Linked DNA regions of Mus musculus: all the other regions are linked to region 1. The links are chromatin contacts, called in public HiChIP or PLAC-seq and Micro-C maps. All regions are on one chromosome and are shown on one strand. Each heading gives the region's core, a stretch centred on a gene start, on an enhancer-like site or on the middle of the called end of the contact. The rest is flanking DNA. Distances are from core to core; before and after follow the strand shown. Region 1 overlaps Gm30504 (a long non-coding RNA gene). Region 2 overlaps Fat1 (FAT atypical cadherin 1). Region 3 has its middle 38 kb from the start of Gm30397.

Region 1 (3,776 bases), core at 727-3,226:
ACATACACAATACACACAGAGCACGTACACACACAGCATTTGTATTCATATACACACCCACATACTGCAATACAAACATGTATACACACATACACAATACACACACATACACATAGATACACAGACCACATACACACAGCATTTGCATACATACACACATAGCAATACAAACATACACACACATACATACACATACGGTACATGCATATTCATAGGCAGTTACAGGTTCAGTCACCCCAACACGCCTCTGTAAGAGGTCAGACCCCTCATTAGAGGTTTCCTACCAGCTGTGTTTCCCTGGCTCTTCCTTGCCCAATCTGACATAGTCACACACCAACCAGGGAGCTCGCAGAAACCAGTTTTTTTGAGGTTGAAGATTTGGGTATTTTGTGACTATGACACAGAAAGCCACTTAGAACTGCTGACCCGCCATCAGAATGAAGTTGTTCATCTCACATGAAAGTGAGACTGCCTGAGGTAGGGAAAGAACTCTCTGACTCATGGACCGTGTTTCTAAATGAGCCATCTAGCTAGGTGTTGGATAAAGCAAACGGGGATACTGATAACCAGACTGTTTAGGGGTCAAGAGACACTAGAGAAGTGTGAAATCCTCGGAGCTTCCATGAGAAACCCAGCAGAGGGCGCAGTAACTCTGCGTACAGAAGCTCTCAGCCTCCAAAAGAAGCAGAGAAACAGCTGGAAACCCACTCCCTGCTCGGTCTCATTTAACAGTCTCGTCTGCAGGGAGCCCTAAGGTACCAGTCTCAGCTGGAGCACCTATAACAAAGCCATAAATCAGCCCTTCCTCAGATCCTGCCCACAGTGTGGGAGATCAAGCTGTGCGGAGGCCCCTGACCAGATCCAGCGAACATCTGTGTGTCTGGCTCCCAGGCCTGTTTAGAGTGGCATGCTGTGGTGCCCTGCCTGGGAGGGGCAAGCAGGTTCAAATGCCCTGCCGAGCGAACAAGCAGAGAGGGAAGGCGGTGATCCCCACAGATATAAGGCCTTTCTAACCTATCCCTTCGAACAGATGCAGCTCTTCCCTTGTTGGCTGGAGAGAACGGTTCATCTGTCCAGATGTGAGACCAGCAGGTGTCAGTGGAATCCAGCTGGCTTTACTCCCTAGTCTGAAACTCCTTTTTTGCCTTGTCATTCTTGGACTTATGATGGCTGTTGTTGTTGGGATAGTGTTGTCATACCGATCTTAAGCTGGTGAGTAGATTGAGAGTGATTTTTCCAAGACAGTAGCTTTTCACTGATGTGAGGTGGGCTGCAGGGGCAATAGCCTTCTGTGGGTTTTCTCTTGTTAACTCGCATGTTATCAGCAGCACGAAACCCTGGCGAAGAATGACAAGCACTGAAGACAGTCATGTTTGCTCCTGCTCAGTATGTGAGAGCCCCAGCTCTCAGGTGCCCTGTTGTGCGCCTGGAACAGGAAGTATGCTGACAGGAGACACCTTGTTTTGACAGAGAGATCTGCAGACAGTGGAGGCCTGCGGCCCTAGCCACGGGTCTTATGGACAACACCAAAGGCCTGTGTGTGCCATTAATGTATGAAGATTATATGTATAAGATATATATGTGCATCGTATGTTTACAGATACATGTATATATGTATATGCTGTTTACATTTATATATGCATATAATCTACATACATAATGTATACAGATTGCTGATAGTCTCCTGTGGAAGTCCCCGTTTCCAGCAGTCACCAGCCTTCTTAGTCCCATCCTTTTGCTCCTTGTGACTTCTACTAACAATCCCCTGATATAGTTTTATTTATTTCTTATGTTTTGCGTATTAGTAGGTTTTCTGTGTTGCCGTGAGAAAGCACTTTCACCAAAAGCAAGTCACGGAAGAATGAGTTTATTTGGGCTTACAATTCCAGAGGCATGAAAGGCCTCCACTTCCTGTAGTGTCACACAGTAGTCAGTTTTCGGAGCTCCACTTCCCCGCCCACATAGCAACTCTTTAGCATGGTAATGAGGACAGGTGAGGGGACAGCTGAGTAGGAGTATGACTCAGCAAATCCATGCACAGATTTGGCTTTGATCTTTCCAACTTATCGTATTCACAGATGGATAGCTTGTGAGAGGGGGATGATTCCCTTTCAAATAAAGTATCAATCCTCCCAGTGTGAGCAATGTGGTAAATATTCAGCAAAAATAACCTTCTCTGCATATTTACCTCTTAGAGGGCGGCCAGGAAAGCCAGGTAGAAATAGATATACTACACCAAGAACACATCTGAGCGAGCAGTGCCTTCTGACAGCCTCTCGATCTTCAGTTATAAAGTTCATTTCAACTCAGTGCATATGGTGAGAAATCCTAGACTTCTTTTCATGCTGAATCGGTCACCAAAGCCTTTGCTTTCAACTTGACAATATCTGCATATGGCCACACATGTCACCGATATTCACTAGGGAGGTGTAAGCAAGCAGGTGTCCATTCCTAATGCAAAGACAGCACACGGAATTAGGATTCCACTGGAGTCCCAGCTAGGCAAACTGATGAGTTGACTTGGTGAGCCCACAGGATGTAAGTGAGGGGCTGTCTACAGGGCTTGGAGTGACACCAACCAGACACCATTGAGAAGTTCCATTCCATCATGGCCGATGACCTCATGGAAGCTATTCTTGGAGTCCCATTCTCACTTAACCCTGCACTTAATGTATACTCTACCATTCCAAAGTTATTTTGTAGCTGGGGAAGAAGACAAGGGGAAATAAGGCCTGGATTCCCACATGAGAGCCCTGTGAGCCCCTCACTTCTGTTCAGATTATTAACAGCTCTATTGACATTCCTATAGACCTACCTATCACTGCGTTGCTTTGCTTCCTTGGTTGTCATAGCTACCGGGCCAAAGTCATGATATAAAATACTTATCATTGTTGATTTTTCTGTCAACTTATCTGAATGCTCTACTACATGAATGAGGAAATAAGTCATCCTTCAGAAAGCCCATTGCACCACACTGGTAGGCATAGATATTTCTTTATAAAACCAGAGATACATACTTTAAGTCACAGTGTTTGTCTTTATCTTTGTCTTTCTTTCTCTCTTTCGTTCTCTCTTTCTTTCTTTCTTTCTTTCTTTCTTTCTTTCTTTCTTTCTTTCTTTCTTTTTTGTTTTTTCCGAGACAGGGTTTCTCTGTATAGCCCTGGCTGTCCTGGAACTCACTTTGTAGACTAGGCTGGCCTCGAACTCAGAAATCTGCCTGCCTCTGCCTCCCAAGTGCTGGGACTAAAGGCGTGCGCCACCACACCCGGGTCTTCACAGTGTTTTTCTATTCCCCATGCTTGTTCATGGAAATTCAGGTTAGGTATATTTTTTTTCCTAAGACAAGGTATGTTCCCTGAAAGATTTGTGCACAAGAGACAGCCATCACTCCCAAATGAAAGCATTAATGTTCATATGGCAAACTAGAGGCTTCATGAATTTGTCTAGTCCCCAGAGAGATTCTAGTGAAGGTTAATCAGATGTTGAGATTGCAAACCTTGGTGAGTAAAGGTTGAGATGGGTTTGAAAGGTGTTTTGAAATAAAGAAGAATAAAATGATGCTGTTTCCGTCATCCTACCTGTACCCGACACCCCAGTCAGAGGAGCTACATGAGCTATGCCAGATACTGTTAACACTGAGTCACTCTGCAGAAAAGGGATGAGAGAGATGGACTCGGGCAGGACCTGAAAGCATCAGGCTCTCCATCTGGATATTAATAACATTTCACTGGAAAACTCAGACACTTGTATTTAGGGACGTTAGTGCTGGTATCAGA
Region 2 (3,544 bases), core at 718-3,217, 260 kb after region 1:
AGGCAGGAACAGATATTGACTCATGAGCACACAAGTGTCTGTAATACCCACTCACCAGCACAGGGACCAGAGGTCAGTCCTGGGTGTGGTTCCTCATCCCTCTCAGAGTTTTGTTTGTCGATCTTTGGTTTTGGTTTTTGGGACAAGGTCTCTCAATGGCTGTCAGCTCCCTAAGTAGCCTAGGCTGGGGATCCAGAAGCCCTGATGACCCTCCTCTCAAATCTCTCACTTAGGGTTACGAGCCTCACCCAGCCATTTTACGTGGTTTCTAGGAGGGCAATTCAGATCCAAGCACTTTTGTGAGCGGAGCTACCAACACAAGCTTTCCTAACTTTTCAGCCTGAATTAAGAGCTAGAAATGGCTTGTTGCTTAAATGCAAATTTGTTCGTCTCATAGCATCCTGTAGTGAAGACTTTTGTCATTGAATCACTACTGCTTGTTATATATGTGTGGACACAGAAAGGGGGGTTATTTTAGAAAATAGGAATCACTTAGAGAAGGAAGGAAGAATGTATAGTTTGGGAGTTTTAAAGGTAAAGTCACTTTTCAAATTTAAAAAGTCCCATGGCAACTAAAACCATACATTCTTCTTAAATATGATGTTGCAGAGCAAGCAGCATCCAGCCAAGGAAAATAAAAGTACAACTTGACAGGTTTCTCCTACACAACCTTCACCAGGCACATGGGAGACATTGACTTTATAATAATGAAAAAAAATTTAAAAAAAAAACCTGAAACTTAATATATAAAAATGAGTCACAGGATGTTACTGGGACAAGAATCCAAAAAAAAAAAAATCCAAGTTAAACCAGAGTACTGTCCCAAAGTTTGGCTTATTAAAAACACACTAGATTTCCAAACAAAGCCAGAACCTGAGCCCCGCGATCAACATCGGCTGTTTCCACGCTAAACGGTGCCTCTGGCCAACTGGTACCGGTTTGATTTCATGAAGTCTAAATGACTCAAAGGCAGCAGCAAGACAGCCAAGACCCAGTAAGCTGCAGGTGTGTTACTGTTTCCATCCAGAAATGTGGCAATCTGTTTTACCCCACCCCCACCCCCCACCTTAACCTACTGACCTAGGAACTCCATTTCCTAGAATGCATACATGCCAGGTAACCGAAGACACACGGACAAGGGAGCCAGGTACCTATACAAAAGTCACACTCTGCACGCTGTTAGGCTCTGGGGAGCCGCAGCTTACTGCCCCAGATCCTACTCTTGAAGGGTGTTTACAGACCAGAAAAGGCTTTGCCCAGACTAAAGGGCAGAAAGCCGGTATGTCTGCTGTGGGGGAATCTACCTCATAGTGCTCACAGTAAGATGCAGATGCACATCAGAAAAAGTTTCCACACGGCGTTGTCCCGCAGGGTCTTCTCCTAAGCTTCATGTAGCCCTACATTTTCCCAGATTTCTACAATACTCTCCTTTTTCTTTTATGGAAAATAAAGATTGTTTTTTTAAAAAAATAAATAAATAAAGGTAGTTCTTTCCTAATTTTGTCCCAGTGCTATGGGGAATCCACTCTTCAAGAAAAGAATCAACATTATGCAATCATTCTTTAAATCCCCCCTTTCAAGACCTTTAATGGGGACTTCAGAAGCCGGGCAGAAGCCCCAGCAGGAAACAAATTTGCAATTCAACAGACGCACCCACTGAGAGACTGCAAGATGCACCCTCGGTAGTTTTGGCAATAATTTCCTTTTATCATTCCTTTGCTCCCAAGAGCTTTTCAACTCCAAGCAAGCCCTGCAGAAGTTAATAGGCTCTTAATATGTTCTCCCCGGCCTGAACCGATTCCTGTTCATAAGGTAATAGTGGGACCCCAGGGGCCCCTTTCACAGGGGCTTTAGCAAATCTCCTGCAGGGGGATGGCCCCTAGGCAGCTCCGCTTCTCTACAGCACAGGCAGTAACCTAGTCAATAGGTTCCTAGCAAGACAATTCCTACATTCACCAGCCCCAAGAAATGAAGTGGGAGGGAGTTGAAGCTTTATTGAGGAAAGAGATTTACCTGTCACCATGATGGTTAGCCCTGCGGGAGTTTAAAAAAAAAAAAAGCAGTTTTCAGCTGCTGTGGATTTCCTGGTCAACAGCCAGCACTAAATAAACATATTTACTTAAAGCTTCATTCACAACTTTTGATGTGAAACCTGCCCAAGCCTAACTGGAAACAGGTAGATTTTCTTTCTTTCTTTTTTTGAGATACAAGGGGCAGCGGGGACAAGATGACATAGATCTAAATCGCCCGTGTTCATTTACAAGCAATGACAGGAGAAGTACTGAGCATGTAAGAATAAACAGAAAAGTCAGCAGGTGTGCCTGTCCCCAAGTTTACACAGAAAGATCCCACAAGCCCTGAAAATATGGCCTCGTTAACAGAACGGAGCAAACAACACTGAAACCACACAGACAAAAGGTTTATGGAGGCACAACTACTTTTCATTAACGCCTCTCGTTTCCCGAGAAGGGGAGGTGAGGTTTAATGATTACAAGTTAATAATTTTGGAAACCCATGGGACCTTCCCAGTTAACAGCTTATGATTTTCAAGTTCACTTCAAAATGGTGGGCTCAGACTAAATAAATCATTTGGAAGATTGCTCAGTAAGGAGCTGTTTTAAGCCATCATATGTAGGTGTGTGAGAAGTCAGGTCTCACAGGTGAAGTCAAGTTAGATTTACCCACCCCCACCCCACCCCCAAAACCCGTTTGAGCGGAGCAGTTTCAATACAATGGACATTTATTCACTCAGAATTTTCCAAAAGCTACCCACTGGACAGTTTTTATATAGGAACAAAGTTTAGGTGTGAAACTGATCGGTGAGTTTCTTCCCCTCTCCCATACACACACCCATTAAGAAGACAGCGCCAAAGTCAAATAATTACAAAAGTCACCTTTAAGAACTGCGTCACTGTTAAGGTTTTAAAGCCAAGTCAGAGGCCAGTGTTTCGCCATCAGCACCTCTGACAAAGGCATTTCTGCCACAGCAGCACAACAACACTTTTAACGTCTTTGTTGAGACGGCATCAGGCCAGGCGGCAGCAGCACTGGACTGTCTCTGCCAACACTTCTCTCACAAGCGTGCACCAACCCATCACTGGGAATTCCACCACGGCCTTGCTCAGATGACAAGGCTTTGGTGGTGTCCCCTGCAAAATACCCACGGCAAAATGGAAAGAAAAGAGGTACCCACTAACGTAATGACCCACCCGACGCCCCCACACCCCACACCTCCAGCAACGGGAGGAAAAACTGTAATTTTTTTTCTCACTACTAGTTTTTTTTTTCTTCAGATTTCAGTAGCCATATCCTCGGTTTGTAATTATCATGTTCCCCTTCCTCTATGAAGCCCTCCATGAATACCTAATGGCATTAGTTATTACAATGCACTACTTAAAGGGCATGGGAAACCAGCGGCTGGCTGAATCATAAGCAGGTAGCCCCCATACCAGCTAGCTGCAGGAGTTAAGCCAGGGCCACACAGCTAGACTCGGGGTGAGGGAATAAACACGGTAGTGCTCGCTGCAATTTTTTTTTAAAGGGA
Region 3 (3,665 bases), core at 146-2,645, 430 kb after region 1:
ATTCTGGGAGCCTGGGTGTACCCAATTTACAGATGAGAAATCTGAGGCCTGTTAAGAGTTCAACTCTAGAGCTGCTCTCGTTTAATAGGCCAATCAGGCAGAAGCAAAGGTGCTTGGTATTCCAATCAACCTGTGCAGTTTCACTGGAAGGGAACCCCAAATTTCTATGTAATGTCTTACCGAAACCGATGAAATATGTTACAGAGTGCCAACGCTGAGATTAGGAGCCACTGCTCTGAATAAGGTTATGTGGAAGGGAGCCTGCAGGCTGCTGTTTCATAATTTTTAACATCTCATCCTTAAAATAAAAAAAAATCACTTAAATACTGCCACAAATAATACTAGAAAGGTGGGGGAGTGTATTTATTTTTTAATGGTTAATTTTTAATACGATGCTTTTCTATATTGCAGGAGAAAGGTTTTCAGAAGTCAGCCCTCTAGCTGCCTTGTAGCCTAGAGGCAATGTGAATAAATGATGTCTCATTTTGTATGGGGCCTCAGAATATGTGTTCTTCCCTTCCTGTCCCAGGAGGAAGAGGACATTGCTAGTCCTAATACCAACGCTGAAGTTTATCATCATCTTTTTTTTTTTTTCCCTTCCATTTCTGGCTGTTGCTGTTATAATGTTACTGGAAGGGCTCCAAAGCCACACACAGAGTGTGCGTCATGCATCTATGACATTATCTTTCGTGGAGTCAGAAAAGAAACTTACTCCCTCTGAGAGGGAGAGGAGCGGTTGAGAAGCCCTATACAGCTAGGGACCAACAACCTAGGAGCAGAAGCAGGAAAAGGAGACTTGTCTAACATGTGACAGAACGACTGACTCATGGGTAAACACTGTGAAACTAAACTATGGTGACTTAAGGAGTACAACGACTACTTTGAAAAAGAGCAGAAATTCACCCATCTCTGAGCCCAGGGAACAACCGTTCCTGAAGCCGTCCCCAGCACTGACCACTACTGTGTGCTTAAGAAAGGGAGGGGGATGGGGAGAGGCCTTGTAAGGAGAGAGGAGTGGGAGGGGAGAGACTACATCGGGATGCAAAGGGAATAAATAAATAAATAAAGAAATAAGGGAAAAAGAAGCGCCCAGAGGAAATTGAGAATCCACGAGAAGATCCCAGAGTCAACTAACCTGGATCCTTGGAGGTTCCCAGACACTGAACCACCGACCAAAGAGCATACAAAGGCTAGAAGACCCACCTCTTCCCCCAACCTTCCACCCTCTCCCCTACCCCCACCCCGCCTCCCACACAGGTGTAGCAGATGTGCAACTTGGTCGTCGTGTGGGTCTCTAACAATTGGAGCAGGGGCTACCCCGACTCTGTTGCCTGCCTGTGGATCCTGTTCTCCTGCCTGTGGATCCTGTTCTCCTAACTGGGCTGCCTTGTTCTGGCCTCAGTGGGAGAGGATGTGCCTAGTGATGTGATATGCCTGGGTGGGTTGGTACTCAGGAGGGGAACCTCCCCCTTCTCAGTGGAGAAGGGGAGGGGGAGGGGGGGAAAGCTGGGGAGGGGGGGGAAGCTGGGGAGGGGGCACTGGGAAGAGGCATGGGGACGTTCCTTCGGGATGTAAAGTGAATAAAATGTAAATTAACGGTGGAAAAACAAAGTCAAACTAAAAACAAAAGCAAAACCAGAACACTCTTTTCTTTTTCTCCTTCCCAAATCCTTGTTCCCCAGCGCTCTAAGGTCTTGCTCCCGCTGCCCTGCTGTGCAAACGCCTCGATGCTTTGTTCTCTTTGGGTATTGCCTTCCTTGCCCTGCCTCTGCCTTTTCTCTTTAATTTTGCCCTCCTTGCATCCTCTAATTCCTCCTTTATGTTGTTTGGTGTGTTTTCCGTTTGTCCCCTTTCACTTTGAAGAACTTTTAGTGTCCTCCGTGGAAGTTTCTCTTTGCCCAGTTAGGCAGCCCAGAAGACTCCTGGGTTTCGTGCTTACTCAGCTAAAAGCTCTAGCTAGGCTTGCAGATGGACCCACCAGGAAGCTGCCTAGTGGGGATGATCTTGCAGCACATAGCTGTAGCCAGACATTGATCCCAAATGCTGTCCCACAAGAAGTAGTCTATATCTGAATTACCTAGCTTAATGCGCATAGGGCACAAACTAATCTACACCAGAACTGCCAATGTTCCTTCATTCTCAAGGAATTCAGTGACTCCAAGTGTGATGATTTGTATCTGCTCGGCCCAGGGACTGGCAGTATTAGGAGGTGTGTGGTCTTGTTGGAATAGGTGTGTCACTGTTGAGTCTGGGCTTCAAGACCCTTATCCTAGCTGCCTGGAAGCCAGTATTCTGTAGAACTCTCAGCCCCTCCTGCGCCATGCCTGCCTGGATGCTACCATGCTCCCACTTTGATGATACTGGACTGAATCTCTGAACCTGTAAACCAGCCCCAATTAAATGTTGTTAATTAAAACCCTAACTAATATTTACCAAGAGTCTCCTGTCATAATCTGAGTAAATTAGCAAGTGAATCAGCTTTCCAGTGTGGACATCCAGGACACTGTGCCTAGGGCAACTTTAAAAAAGCATAACCTTAGATTTGAATACCAGTTGCCTTAGCTAAATATCTTGATTTGGCTGCCACTTCCTCTAACAGTTCTGTTGCTGTTATTTTGAGGGCTATAAAAAGAATGTGTATTCTGATTTTTTTTCCCCCCAGAGCCTTAAGCTCTTTGGAGTAAATACATTGCATGTACCCATGACATCAATCAAAATGGCAGCCCAGCTTTCCTGAGAACTTTTTTCTTTTTTCTTTTCTTTTAACAGACAGACAAGTTCAGTTTCTTCAGGTTTCATAGTGAGCGATGAGGTGAATCTCTAAACCTTTTCCCTCTAAAACATCTACAAACTAATTTTCTTTTCTAATCTAAGAATGCTCATGGTAAACTCAAACAAGGAGACAAAGATAAATCAAGTACCCCAGAGGAAGAGAGAAGGAAAATAAGGCAACCTCCCCCTCCCCCAAGCCTTACTGCTCAGAGCAATGGAGCTCAAAAGGGCATGCTTTTACCTCTCAAGGGACGTTATCTAGAGATATCTAGAGATGTTTTGATTGTCACTTTTGGGGTAGCTTCAGGAGTTTGCAAATCTCTTGCTACTGGTACCTGGTGGAGTAGTCCAGATCCTGTAAACCATCCTACAATGTGTGGGCCCACCCACCACAAGGACTTGTCCAACTCATCATGATGTAAGTATCTCTACTGGGGACTTCTGCACAGCGAGAGAGATGCTTGGCACACATACACACATGTGCACACACAGTGCAACATACTGTTTTGCGCACAAATGGCCTCTATTCTCATTAATCTGAACTTAACCCTTTTTTTCTTAATGATATATCATGACTTTTTTTTTTCATGTTGACCCCTAGAATCTATGTAATTATTTTCAATTGCTGCATGATTTTCACTTGGCTTATTATTCTATAACACATCTATTAAACTCTCCAAATTATTTAAGTTTTTCTTGTTATAACCTGACCTCTATGGAAGGGGTTGCTGAGCGAGAAGTGACACAGTAGACAGGAGACTCTCTCTGTTCAGTGATTTTTTTTTTTTTTTTTTTTTTTTTTGCTTGATTTACTTTTGCTCAAATCCTGGCTTTGGGATGATATTCACAAGGCTGAATTAGTCTTTCTCTTACAAATCCTGTCCTCCGAGCAA

What was found. Hi-C and Micro-C count contacts between places; a contact is called where the count stands out from the background. HiChIP or PLAC-seq counts read pairs in DNA pulled down with a chosen protein or histone mark.
Region 2: a contact with region 1 is called in an H3K27ac HiChIP or PLAC-seq map of embryonic stem cells, with 8 read pairs. The contact joins two enhancer-like sites. A contact is called at or near these places in 2 of 484 Hi-C or Micro-C datasets (both in liver), 3 of 115 datasets of contacts at active chromatin or transcription factors (all in embryonic stem cells) and 1 of 9 other capture datasets (embryonic stem cells).
Region 3: a contact with region 1 is called in a Micro-C map of embryonic stem cells, with 2.1 times the contacts expected there. The contact joins two enhancer-like sites. A contact is called at or near these places in 1 of 484 Hi-C or Micro-C datasets (embryonic stem cells) and 2 of 115 datasets of contacts at active chromatin or transcription factors (both in embryonic stem cells).

The regions. Positions count from the first base shown.
Region 1 is chr8:45,233,646-45,237,421 of GRCm38.p6, reverse strand. The region is part of intron 3 of Gm30504 (a long non-coding RNA gene); the gene reads right to left. Among named protein-coding and RNA genes, the nearest start is that of F11, 26 kb to the left of the region's middle. Within about 2 kb of position 1,976, at least 22 of the 459 cell types and tissues checked have an H3K27ac peak or open chromatin away from gene starts, as enhancers often do. A contact at or near this core is called in embryonic stem cells, where this site is marked.
Region 2 is chr8:44,969,769-44,973,312 of GRCm38.p6, reverse strand. All of the region lies in intron 1 of Fat1 (FAT atypical cadherin 1), which reads right to left. Among named protein-coding and RNA genes, the nearest start is that of Fat1, 21 kb to the right of the region's middle. Within about 2 kb of position 1,967, at least 20 of the 459 cell types and tissues checked have an H3K27ac peak or open chromatin away from gene starts, as enhancers often do. A contact at or near this core is called in embryonic stem cells, where this site is marked.
Region 3 is chr8:44,802,656-44,806,320 of GRCm38.p6, reverse strand. No RefSeq gene overlaps it. Among named protein-coding and RNA genes, the nearest start is that of Gm30397, 38 kb to the right of the region's middle. Within about 2 kb of position 1,395, at least 32 of the 459 cell types and tissues checked have an H3K27ac peak or open chromatin away from gene starts, as enhancers often do. A contact at or near this core is called in embryonic stem cells, where this site is marked.